2 separate regions of the Hordeum vulgare genome follow, and region 1 is linked to region 2. Evidence: chromatin contacts called from public Hi-C data. All regions are on one chromosome and are shown on one strand. Each heading gives the region's core, a stretch centred on a gene start, on an enhancer-like site or on the middle of the called end of the contact. The rest is flanking DNA. Distances are from core to core; before and after follow the strand shown. Region 1 has its middle 85 kb from the start of LOC123403269. Region 2 has its middle 160 kb from the start of LOC123400959.

Evidence for each region. Hi-C and Micro-C count contacts between places; a contact is called where the count stands out from the background.
Region 1: a contact with region 2 is called in a Hi-C map of seedling, with 5 times the contacts expected there. The contact joins two enhancer-like sites. A contact is called at or near these places in 2 of 6 Hi-C or Micro-C datasets (leaf and seedling).

What each region holds. Positions count from the first base shown.
Region 1 is chr6H:511,778,193-511,784,485 of MorexV3_pseudomolecules_assembly, forward strand. No RefSeq gene overlaps it. Among protein-coding and RNA genes, the nearest start is that of LOC123403269, 85 kb to the right of the region's middle. Within about 2 kb of position 3,154, at least 3 of the 3 cell types and tissues checked have open chromatin away from gene starts, as enhancers often do. A contact at or near this core is called in leaf and seedling, where this site is marked.
Region 2 is chr6H:511,569,492-511,576,197 of MorexV3_pseudomolecules_assembly, forward strand. No RefSeq gene overlaps it. Among protein-coding and RNA genes, the nearest start is that of LOC123400959, 160 kb to the left of the region's middle. Within about 2 kb of position 4,325, at least 3 of the 3 cell types and tissues checked have open chromatin away from gene starts, as enhancers often do. A contact at or near this core is called in leaf and seedling, where this site is marked.

The sequences.
Region 1 (6,293 bases), core at 1,904-4,403, 210 kb after region 2:
GCCGTTGATGGAGTCGTACTCGCGGCGATTCAGATCGCGGTGTGATTCCGATCTAGTGCCAAATCACGGCACCTCCACGTCCAACACACGTGCAGCCTGGTGACGTCTCCCGCATCTTGATCCAGCAAGGAGGAGGGAGAGGTTCGGGAAGATCTCCGGCAGCACGACGGCGTGGTGTCGATGGAGAGACGAGGTCTCCCGGCAGGGCTTCCCCAAGCACCATGGGATAGGAGGAAGAAGAAGAGCAGGGCTGCGCTGAGAGAGATGGAAAAATCATGTTCTCAAAGGCCAAAAAACCCGCTATATATAGGGGGAGGGAGGGTGGAGCCCCCTTTAGGGTTTCCCACCCTAAAGGGGGCGGCAGCCCAAGATGGGAGAGGGGGGTGGCGGTCAGGAGGGGGAGAGGGGGGTGGCGCACCCTTGGTGGGTCTTAGGCCCACCAGACTTAGGGTCCCCCCCCCTTTCCCTCTCTAGGCGCCTTGGGCTGGGTGTGGGGGACGCACCAGCCCACCCAGGGGCTGGTTCCCTCTCACACTTGGCCCATGTAGCCTCCTGGGGCTGGTGGCCCCTCCCGGTGGGCCTCCGGAACCCTTCCGGTGGTCCCAGCACTTTGTCGGTGGTGCCCGAAACATTTCCGGCGTCCAAACCCATCCATCCTATATATCAATCTTTACCTCCGGACCATTCCGGAGCTCCTAGTGACGTCCGGGATGTCAACCGGGACTCCGAACAACCTTCGGCAACCTTGTATAGCAATTCCCTATAACCCTAGCGTCATCGAACCTTAAGTGTGTAGACCCTATGGGTTCGGGAGGCATGCAGACATGACCGAGACACTCTCCGGCCAATAACCATCAGCGGGATCTGGATACCCATGGTGGCTCCCAGATGTTCCACGAAGATCTTATCGGATGAACCACAATGTCAAGGATTCAATCAATCCCGTATACAATTCCCTTTGTCTGTCGGTATAGAACTTGCCTGAGATTCGATCGTCGGTATACCCATACCTTGTTCAATCTCGTTACCGGTAAGTCTCTTTACTCGTTCCATTGGACGTCATCCTGTGACTAACTCCTTAGTCACATTGAGCTTATGATGATGTTCTACCGAGTGGGCCCAGATATACCTCTCCGTTACACGGAGTGACAAATCCCGATCTTGATTCGTACCAACCCAACAGACACTTTCGGAGCTACCCGTAGTGCACCTTTATAGTCACCGAGTTACGTTGTGGCATTTGATACACCCAAAGCACTCCTACGGTATCCGAGAGTTGCACAATCTCACGGTCGAAGGAAAAGACACTTGACATTAGAAAAGCTTTAGCATACGAACAACACGATCTAGTGCTATGCTTAGGATTGGGTCTTGTCCATCACATCATTCTCCCAATGATGTGATCCTTTTATCAATGACATCTAATGTCCATGATTAGGAAACCATGATCATCTATTGATCAACGAGCTAGCCAACTAGAGGCTTGGTAGGGACACATTGTGATCTATTTATTCACACATGTATTACTATTTCCTGTTAATACAATTATAGCATGAACAATAGACGATTATCATGAACAAGCAAATATGGTAATAACCATTTTATTATTGCCTCTAGGGCATATTTCCAACACTGCCACAAGAGGGTAGGACAAAAGATGGCATGCAAGGTCTTATCGCAAGCACGTATGACTATATACGAAATACATGCCTACATTACATTGATGAATTGGAGCTAGTTCGGTGTCGCTCTAGTGTGTAACTGTTACATGATTGATGTCATCTAAATCATTATTCAGCATCGGTCTATGTGCCTATGCATTTCATATACTGAATCTTGCTAAGTTACTATTGATGTTGCTACTGTTATAATCTTTACAAAACTACTGTTGTTACTGTTACGGTTGTGGAGAGATATCCTAAGTGTGGTTGAATTGGAAACTCACTTGCTATTACTAATAAATATTTTGTGCTTCCCTTGTGTCGAATCAATAAACCAGGGTGTAATACTACCCCTGAAGACTCTTGCGATCCCATAGACTTGTGGGTTATCAAGACATTTTCAGGCGATGTTGCCTTGGAGCATAGCTCTATTTATTTTGTTAACTTCAGGATATCCAATTGTCACTATTAATAATCTAAAAGATACTAGAACCAACATCATACCCTCGAAGACGAGGGGAGGTAAGGAACTGTCATCTAGCTCTCCTTTTGATTCACCTACTGTTTTGAATCAGCTTATGACACCACCACTTACTCCTTGTTCTGATATGTCACAAGTATTTGATGATGCTACTTATGAAACTCATGAAACTTATGATGATCATGGTGATATACTTGCTAAAAACAAATCTGTGCCAAATTCGGTCAATTTTGTTTTTTTGCCACGCCTTGTAAGAATGTTATTTCATGCCAAATTTTTGCACGCACTTAAAACTTTTGTAAATGTTGATTTAAAAAAAATCATAATTCTTTGATTTTGTTTTTACTGTTCACTGAGCTGAAATGAGCTCCGGAGACGAAACTCTGCGTCTAAATTTATGTTCTTTCTTATGTTAGAAAAGTGTTGATTTGAAAGAAAAGAATGAATAGAAAAATGAACCAATACATAAGAAAACCAGCGGAAGGAGATGGTAGGAGGTGGGATGAAAAAACGAACGAAAAAAAAATCTGCGTATGAAAAAAATCACATATCACACTACCAACTCCTTAATTAGGAGTAGAGATAATCGTCCTCCTCGCGACGTTGAGATGAACCGGTCTAGGTGAACACTCAACAATGATGCGACAAGGTCAATACCAAACTGCCAACGAAGACCGGTCGTCTCAATATGCCGCACGAGCCACCCGTCGTGTCTTCCAACCATTCCACACGCACCATTGATCCATCACTCACAAAATGGAGTACTACTTACATGTTACCGCAAATAAAATAAATTTGGAGCGGAATTGGCCAGATTTGCTTAGAAGATCAACTGGCCATACCCTGTGACCAAGGGAGTTTTACCAGATTATTGGATCAACAATTTATTCCAATTCAGGGTTGATTGAGGTGAAAGGAGAATGGGAAAGGGTACTGATCAGTAGGAGTACCACCCATGCGAGACCTAAAAGAGTACTAATACAACGCGGAGCCGGGACACGATGTGGGAGCGAGTACGAAGGAAGCAATAAATTGAACTGTACCCATCCTACTAACCACTATGGCTGTGACGCGGTACACTGGTAGGCTGTGGCACAGCTCCGCTACTGGCCAGGTACACTGTCTCCTTGGTGATGGAAGGTTGAAAACTTTGCGAGTCAACTGCACGCGCTAGCTGCTCTACATAAGCCTTTAATACTAACAACACAAGCACTGCGGCGAAGCAGTAGTACAAGCACCAACTTGATTGATGCTACTATTAACTACTACTCCCTCCGTTTTAGAATATAAGACCTTTTAGAAATTACACTAGGAGACTACATACGAAATAAAATGAGTAAATGTATATTCTAAAATATGTCTATGTACATCCGTATGTAGTTCATAGTGCAATATCTAAAAGGTCTTATATTTAGGAACAGAGGGAGTAGTAACGTGGTAGGCCGTACTGATGAGCGTTGTGGGTCCAGACTCTGAGACTCCTGGCTCAAGATTACCGTCACAACACCACAAAATGTACTACTACACTCATTTAACCAGCGTTCTTACACGTTGCTGCCAGGTATATTTGTGCACAGGAAACGCACAAGTCAATTGGATGCGATCAAGGCTTCTGAGAGAACAAAATAATCCATGCCAGTATATTAGCAGTACTAAAAAAACAGTATAGTGTAGCAGCACTAAAATAGTCGACTGGTCAAAATGATGGCGCCAGCTTCTCAAGGCTGACAAAGGCTTGTCTCTGAGCCCTGACACGCCCGCTGCCCCACCCAGCAGTTTTTTTAATCTCCCCATCAGCAAAGCAACAACACCAACAAATTCATCCGTTCAGAGTTCAGACACACCAACTCCATTTCTTTTCTTCAACCCTTCTTTAACAAGCCTTCGTCCCACCTCCCAATTGATTTCGTTTCCCCCCATCCGCCCCCGAATTCTTTATCCCGGCCCGGACCGATAAAGCCAGCCCCCCAGCCACCACCCGTCGCCATGATTGGGAGGCCCTCACCCTGCCTGCGCGCCAGTGCATGCCATGCCATGCCATGCCAACGCCGACGCCGATGCGCTTGCGACCACGAGACGACGGGCTGCTGCCCGCTTTCCCCCACCGGCGCAAAAGCTCCTCCTTGATCTGGCTACCTGGGCTGGCATGGAGGCCAGCGGCAAGGGCAGGCAGGCAGTCAGGCCTGCGCCACTGCGCCGCGTGCTGCCGTCCGTGGTCTGGTCAGGCAGGCCGAGGCCGGGAAGGCTAGGCTCTCATGTGATGCCGCTGCACGGCGCCACCTCATTTCATTCTCCATGCCGTTCTCCTGCTTCGGCCGATCGGCATATTTACGTGCATGTCATGATGAGACCGATCGACTCATCGACGGAGGCATCGCCGTATGCAGATGAGGTTTGTGGTATACGTAGCGCGGGAGCACTGGTTGGGCATTGACCTTAACCAGGCCCCTGCGTGGGCAGGCGGGCAGGCAGGGCCGGTGTCGTGCGCATGCATGCATGCATGCATATGCCATAGTACTCCACTTGCGTACGCTTGGTACATGGAGAGAGGGAGAGAGGCGGAGCGGGAAACGCGTCGACTTTTCTACACGTGTACTTGTCTGAGGAAGATTTTGTACATTGGCGTACAGGCGCATGCAGTCATATGTGCGGTACTCGCAAGTTCGCAGATGCGGTGATTAAGATCGGTCGTACGTGGGTTACCCATCAATGATGTGTAAGATGTGTTACTGCACCCATCACCTAACTTCTCTCATTTCCCGTCGAAGAAAGATGATGTGTCAGACGCAAGAGACGAGTCACTCCTGCACGCCTGTTTCGTTGTTTGCTTAGCATTGAGCACGCACAGAACAGAACGAGGACCCCGCGGGCTACGACCAGCCGTGGCTAAAGGCGTGTTCGAAACCCTCCACTCCGCTACTCCGGTCCAGAAGCGGTGGAGCCGTCGTTCAAAACTGTGGAGCTGGTCAATAGGCACTTTTTTAAAGTAAATCGAGAGATATGATTTTCATTTGTAGAAAAATCAAAATCTGATCTTTCTTCTACCGTCAGACGGTATAATAACCCATCGTCAAGGTTCGTGGCAGTAGGGTTAAAGCCCACGACGTAGTGCGTGCACGCACCTTGGCGATAAGGTTATATGCTATCGCGCGCATCTCTGGTGGTAGGAATGCACTATATTGATGTCACCCCTTTTCCTACCGCTACGGACCTTGGCGATAGATTGTTACACCCTACCGTCATGGTCCGATGATAGGAAAAATGGTATCTTGATTTACTTACTAAAAAGGTCAAAACATGAAATTTTATCAGGAGCGTACACCCACAGGTCAGATCTCGATTTACTTTACTAAAAAGGTCAAAACACAGAAATTTGTCACTAGCGTACACCCACAACAACACTTGAAGCAGGCATTAGGGCTAAACCTGAGAATGGTTTCATACTTGAACCATACTTGAACCATACCCATTCATTTATCTATCAAAACCATACTTGAACCATACCCATTTAGTGTCATTTTTAGCCCAACCAAAACCAGGCCCACTATTTTTTCCACCCAAACCAATTTAAACCTAAAACATAACCGTGGGTTTAAACCCAGTACATAACCATGGGTTTGCTTTAATGTACATATGATTACATAAATTGACATGTTAAGAAACAAATGAGATAGAAAAGGCATAAGTGCATCTACAACGGTTTAGAAACAAAGTAATCCTTGAGATACAGTCAACACATAGTAAGAGGCAAAAAGAACACGCCCATGGTTGAAAAGCTCACTAACAAGTGTATTAAAATCAAATTGCTTAGCGAAAGCACAAGAAAATACTTCCGATTTTCATCTGTTGTTTCCCCATCTTTACCTATTAATAAAGCACCTATTGCTTCTGTGGTACGTCATAAAAATTGCCCCTGAAGTTTGCATAAATTACCCACCATGCCACCGGTAAGTAATAAAAAACGTTTCACAAAGCGAAAAATCTCGGACTGGGCCGACCCATGTAAAAACCTCCTATATTACGCTCTGCACCCTGAGAGAATATCCAGCACACCGTATGGGCCGGCCGATGCATAGGCATCGGTTTTTTAGTTCCGTTTATTTATTTATCTTCAGTTCCATTTTATTTTTCTATTTTAAATAATTTATAAC
Region 2 (6,706 bases), core at 3,075-5,574:
ATGTCTTGCAGTGGGGTTCCTCCGCTTTGGTATACCCAGGGGCCATAACCCCTTGAGTAAGCGCTCTTGAAGTGGAGTAATATTAGTAGGTGCACGCAGGAGTCGGCCTATTTGCTTATGGATGTGATGCCTATATACACATGATCATGGCCGTGAAAATGACATAACTATCCGTTGTTCTATCAGTTGCCCAACACTAATTTGTTTACCCACCATATCTTGCTTTCATGAGAGATGCCACTAGAGAACACTATGGCCCATAGGTCTATTCACTTATATATTCAGGAAACTTATAATTTCCTTGTTGTTATTATTTGTCTTTTATTTTATTTGGCAACTTACAATTCTCTACAATTATCTACACACCTCAGTTGCTTGCAAATAACGAGATCAAGGGGATTGACAACCCTCTTGCCCGTGCTGGGTGCAAGTTGTTTGCTCTTTTGTGTGCAGCCGCTCAAGACGTTTGATGATTGATATTCCTATTAGTTCGATAAAAGTTGGTTTCTTAACTAAGGGGAATACTTAACCGCATTGTTCTGCAATTACCCGTTCCTCTTCATGAAAAACCCAACGAAGATCACAAGTATCAACCCTCCGCTACCAGGTTACCTCCTTTTTTTATTACGACGTGTATTAGGGGTACCATGTCTAGTCCTGACCCCTTTGATTATTCGCACAAAACCCTCACCTTCCTCCACAGCCGTGAGGACGTGGTCCAAAGGAACGAAGACTTCTCATAAAGAAGTGGAGGCTCGTCCTAGTGCGGGAACCACTCCCGAGGTTCCCCAGCTCGCAAACTTGTCGGCCAGTTCAGCTACTCCTTCCGAGATCCAATGCACCGTGAATTATAGGCGATGGAAGGCTTCCTTAAGGAATTTCGCCTTTTCGGATAAGGAGTTCAATGTCCTCAGTGCAGTGGACGCATACCTTGGAGCGACCCGAGGTGCGTTTAACCAATCGCTGTACGTCTTGTAGCACGGTTTGCAGGTGGGGTTTTATTCAAGTTCGTGTTCCTTCAAATTTTTCGTGTATTTCTTTGTTTCCTTGAAGGCAAACAAGACTACCAAGTATGATCGTAGCCCCTAAGGCTTGGTATGGGCGAAACGTGAAAGTAGCAAGGCTTGAATACCTAATAGTGCATGCCCTCCTTGACACGAGGTTCATGCAAAGAATGGTCAACTGACCGAGGTACTCTCGCAAACGAAGCCGAAGCTAGATGCTACCTTGGTCGAGGTGGAGAAGGTGAAGAAGTTTATCACAAAGGCGCACGGTAAGTGCTTGTCTCTCATATATTATTAGCGCCATTAGATTTTTAGAAGTTGTCTTGACGGCATAGTTCCATGTTGCAGCGGAAGCCCTAGGTCATCTTGAAAGAGATCTGAAGAAGGCCCACAACGATTTATTTTGCATGGAGTCGCACCGCCAGGCCAAGAAACATGTGGTGACCCACATAATGGACGGCGTTAATGCCCTAAGGGCTAAGGAAGTGCGACATGACAAAGAGATTGAGAGCTTAAAAGCTCAACTGGATGTTGCCGATTTGAAGAATCGCTGAACAAACGATATGATTTTTGGTAAGTTGTGACTTTTGGAAATCTGTTATGAGATTTAGCCGAAGTAATTAGAAGAGTGGTGTCTTTCTCCTTTGCAACTTCTTTGCCCGGCCTTCCCCCTGATGCCCGAGGTCCAATGCCCAAAGACATGGCAGCTCATCTGTCCATGGTGCACGAAAGTGCGCGGTAATCAATGAAGGATGTTTTCCAAGCTTTATGGCCTGAAGTAGTACCGGTGCCTAAAGACATGGATGTCTTAGCTGAACAACTAAAAAGAGCTTGGTGCCAGATACAGGCTTGGAATGTGTCTACTTGTCAGGAAGGAGCGAGGGAGGCCTAGGCCATGGCGAAGATCCATTATACATGTCTTGAGATGACAGGACCCAAGGGTGTACAAGAGTGTCATGCGTGCTGCCAGGTTTTTGCAAAAAAGATTGCGCTCTAGATACCTTAATAGATGGACTAGACTGGGTGTAATAAATAGGTATGACTTTATATATCAAAATACTTTATGTCAATATTCAAACCGTGCTTGTGAACTCTGCCAGCCAACCATCGACTTCTACCTTCTCGGCCAACGACCGAGGAGTGTCCCCTACTACTGGTCGAAATAATCGGACCAAGTACTTCGGGTAATGAGGCAATGTGGCTATATGGCTCGAAAGACAAGAGGGAGGCGAAAAGTTATGTTATATTACTCTTTAACGTAAGAAACATCTTCTCAGGAAAATAATTGTTCCAACAGTTCCTTTCCTAGGGTGATTATGTCGAGCACATGTGTGCGAAGACGGGTGACCTCGGCTTTAAGCCCTTGATTGGTGTTTGAAAGACCCTCTTCATGTTAAACCTATGTCATGGCCGACCAATTTGTATGTTAAGAGTGCTAGCTTTCGGCTTTGTCCGCGTGAGGTACTGCACCGGCCGACCCGGGAGTAACAATTTGGCCAGATGGTCCCCACCGATGTGGTGAATCATGAGTGAGGAAAACCTTATGCTTGATCAGCACAACCCGACCATCATCATCATAGCGCCTGGACTTGGCAAATCCGACCCCTTAAACAACCGCGCGTCCGCAAGGATTGACGAACACTCGTGAGATATACCTCTCTATATCCGAACATCTCATATATGAAATCTTAAAACCATAAAAACCATGCAAATAAAACATCTACATAGTTAGTAGATCAACTAAATCCGCCTCAGACTACCCATTGTCGTGGGAGATGTCAATTATCTCTGTTTCGGGTTCTCGGTACATGAGGGGGCAAACACAACTCTAGATCTTCTAGCTCCTCCGCATAGGCTTTAGCCTCCGCCTCCGCCTATGCGTCGAGTTCGGTGAAAAGCGTGTCGTCGTCGCCCGCTTGTGTCGGATAAACTGCCGGTTGACCTTGACATATGCCTCATCCTGGATGGACTCTACGATGGCTTGCTGCTCCACCAACTTCGTTGCTTGGGCGACCGTGAACTCCGCCGCCGCGTCCTCCATGTTGGACTGCTCCACCCGTCCTCTTCCAAACCCGTCACCTCCATCAGAACCAGATGTTGCTCCTCTTCCCCTTTCTCCTCCGGCTCCTCCTCCGGCTTCAACGAGTCCGAAGGCAGACCAACTGCAATGTGGCAGCGCGCCTCGCCTAGATCTCCACCTTGATTTGGAAGCGGTCCTTTGGTGTGAGCTTAGCATATGCCGTCTTCTTTTGTCAGGCCATGGCGAATGGCGAGGCAAGAGGCAGATGGAGACGGAAAGGAATGTGTTCGGGTTGGCGGGCTGAAGAGGGCGAAAGAGGTTGTGGCTGCGGTTCGGGACGCCGACCGGCTTAAATAGCCGGACTTTGGCATCGGGCGGCATGTCAGAGCGGCGTCACACGACGTTCACACCTCCATCGAAGGAGACACCTGCCAGACTCTAGGTTTTCACGCGATTTCGTGTTGGGCCCAACCGTGAATCCGACAAAGAGGACGCGTCCGGATCTCCACGTATTCGCCTCAAATGGATTGGATATAAAGGGTATCGGTCAATTCGGGTATTCGAGATCTGTTAAAGACGCCTATTTGGGTTGGGTTTTTTCTGATCAGTTAGTGATGGATTGTTTGTTTGAGCTTTTGAGACCGGCTTGAGACACGAGGACGTACATGGTTTTAATAGATTTAAAGAGATTTGACCAGCAACGTATATTTGGGAGTTTTAAGTCCTCTACCCGCCGAAGCGTCACATGGAAGAGGAAGGGACTCGTTGTGTGGGAACGGGTGGAGCCGCGGCTATCTCGTTCTCCTTTTAAGAGGAAGGCGGCTGGGTTGATTACGGTAGGCACCTTTTCCACCAGAAAATGGCGTGCAAGCAAGCGCTTTGGGCGATGTCGTTTCACGACGATGACACGAGAGCATTCCAGAGCGGCCGCCTCGCACCGCAAAGGAACGACACGATCGCTGATCCGGCGAGCATCCGTCCGTATGGATAACGTTTCCCTTCTCCTGAAAAAGGCCGAGCAAGCAGGCTCACACTGTTCCCAATTGAGTGTGCCATGTGTTGCGCGAGTGCGCTTTGTAAAGCGATTAGGAGTAATTAGGAGTACACACGTACGTACCCGTATCGAGGATCCCTTACGCCCAAGGCCGGTAGGGCCTGGCCCTGGGGGGGTTATTGAATGCTGCGGGGTACTTGGGGCAATAAAATCGGGACACAAGTACAGCACCAGAGTATCTGGATTTGGTGGAAGATGTTACTGTTCTGCGTGTCGCGCCCAAATAAAACGCACTGGCTCCGTGGGCCTCGCACGGCCGCGGCTTGGTTGCGCGGTCCCACCTGACAGCCTTGTCGTCGTCGTCGTCCATGATTGGTGCTTGGACCCGGTGGTGTTTTTGGTTGCATGTGTTAATGGAAGCATGGAACCAATCCTTCGCTTCCCTTCCCCATCCCCACACTCGCGATAGGGACGGCCGCTGTCGCCACGCAAGTCGCTCAAAAACAACGGTCAAACACGTTGCCTTTGTTTGAACTCGGGATTAGCGACCCGAGAATTTATTTTACTTTTTCAGAAAACCCGATTTATTTTATAACCCATTATGGCATTAAAGCAACAGTGATATAAATTACAATCAGATGCATGAGTTATCCAGCGATGACTAAAAATACTGAAGCGAGATGAAGACGCGCCCGTCATTACTGCTTATCATCAGAGCCAGAAAAATATTGTTATGGTGAATAGTTAAAAGATCGTCAGCATCTACAGCCGGACGTAGCAAATATAACCCCTTAAATGTTCGAGTCCGATTAGTGACCGGGCGTGTCACCTATTTGTCCATCCGTCTAGCCACATTCCTTATTTTCTTTCTCATATGTCCGGTCACGTGCATGTGATTGAGGAAGAGAGAAAAAATTAATGAATAAAGAAAATAAATATGTGGTCCGAAGTGGGTCACGTCCTAGATGGCGGGCTCACCGGACACGCGAGCCCTTATATCCTTCCTACATGTCAGATGGATATGAGGGTTCGCGGTGAGTCCAAACATATAGGGATGATACGTGGGTTCGGTTTGAGTCACCTTTTTTCTTCTCTTTCTTGTTCGATCACTCACAGGACGCGTTAGCGGACGTATGAGGGTCATTTGAGGGGTCCGTTTGTAGATGCTCTAAGGCCCATGACGAAAGCAACAATCAACACCAATGAAAAGAGTCGTAGATCTGAATGATCAAAACCTGAAAAAAAAAACCCAAAAGACGAATGAAGACCGCATCGGAATAGATGATACGTCTCCGTCGTATCTACTTTTTCGAACTCTTTTGCCCTTGTTTTGGACTCTAATTTCCATGATTTTCAGCCTTACACTTTTACTTCGTTGCACTTTCTGCCTTCAATTCTCACTTTGCAATCAATCTTGAAGGGATTGACAACCCATTTATAGCGTTGGGTGCAAGCTCTTTTGTGCTTGTGCACGTACTCTGGACTTGACGTGATTCTCCTACTGGATTGATACCTTGGTTCTCAAACTGAGGGAAATACTTACTGCTCCTGTGCTGCATCGCCCTTTCCTCTTCAAGGGAAAACCAACGCAAGCTCAAGAGACGACAGAAGATTTCTGTCGCCGTAGCAGGGGCTGCATTGCGCATCTCTTTTTCTTCGCTCCTCGTCGGCGAACGACGAGATGGATGGACCACCCGCCGGTTAGTGGGAGGGATCCATCATGATCAACAAGCACATCGCATATCTCTGGTGAACGCGGAAGATCTCGTCGGCGTAGCGTGTCGAGGTGCGCGCGCCCAACGGCGAGCGCGTGCCGAAGCTCCGCGTTGGTGAGCGTGTCGTGTTCGGCACGCACTTCCTCGTTGGATTTGGGCTGCCGGTGAGCCGCTTTGTCGGGCAGTTTCTGGAGTTCTACGGGTTCAAGATGCACGACCTGGGGCCGAACTCGGTGTTGTACCTCCCATGCTTTGCCACCCTGTGCGAGGGGTACCTGTGTTTTTGGCCTTTTCCTTCTCTCTTCCGCCTCTTCTTCCACTTCCGCGCCGCGATGCACGACGATGTGGCATATTCCTGCAGTTGAACGGTGGTGTACAAGTGGCAAGGCGGGCTTTTCCCGAAGATGTAGTGGATCGACTCCTTCAAGAAGTGTCAACTCTCCTTTTTCTACGCCCGCAGCATCAGCGAGGGGCGAGACTAGGTCAACCTTCCACCGTTTGCCGACACGCCGCCGACTGGGGAGAACTGGAGCCTCGAGGTGCGCAATGCAGAGCGGCTGGCGATTGCGGGCCGACTGAAGGAGCTCAAGGGCTCCAAGGGGTTGATGCCCTCATATCTGGTGGTGGCCTTCATTTCCTGCCGAGTGCTGCAGCTGCACGTGTGGCCACACTGGATTTGCGACATGAGCCTCCGCAAGAACCCGTGTCGGCTATCGAGTGTGGAGTTGAGTTTCCGTCTGGACGAGGGGGTGCGGAGGTTCAGCATAGAGCCTTTCCACCATGGCAACCGCGCGCCACCGGTGAGTTCTCGTCCGACTAGGGCCGTTCTTTCTTTTTCTTGCGGTATGGTGATGCGTGGTCATGCCTTTCTTAGATTTTTGCTCGGCGGAATACAATGTACGGTCCGAACCCGGAAAACTTCGAGCCGGACCACGTGGATTCCTAGGATCTGGACGCGTCTGAGGCGGAGGTA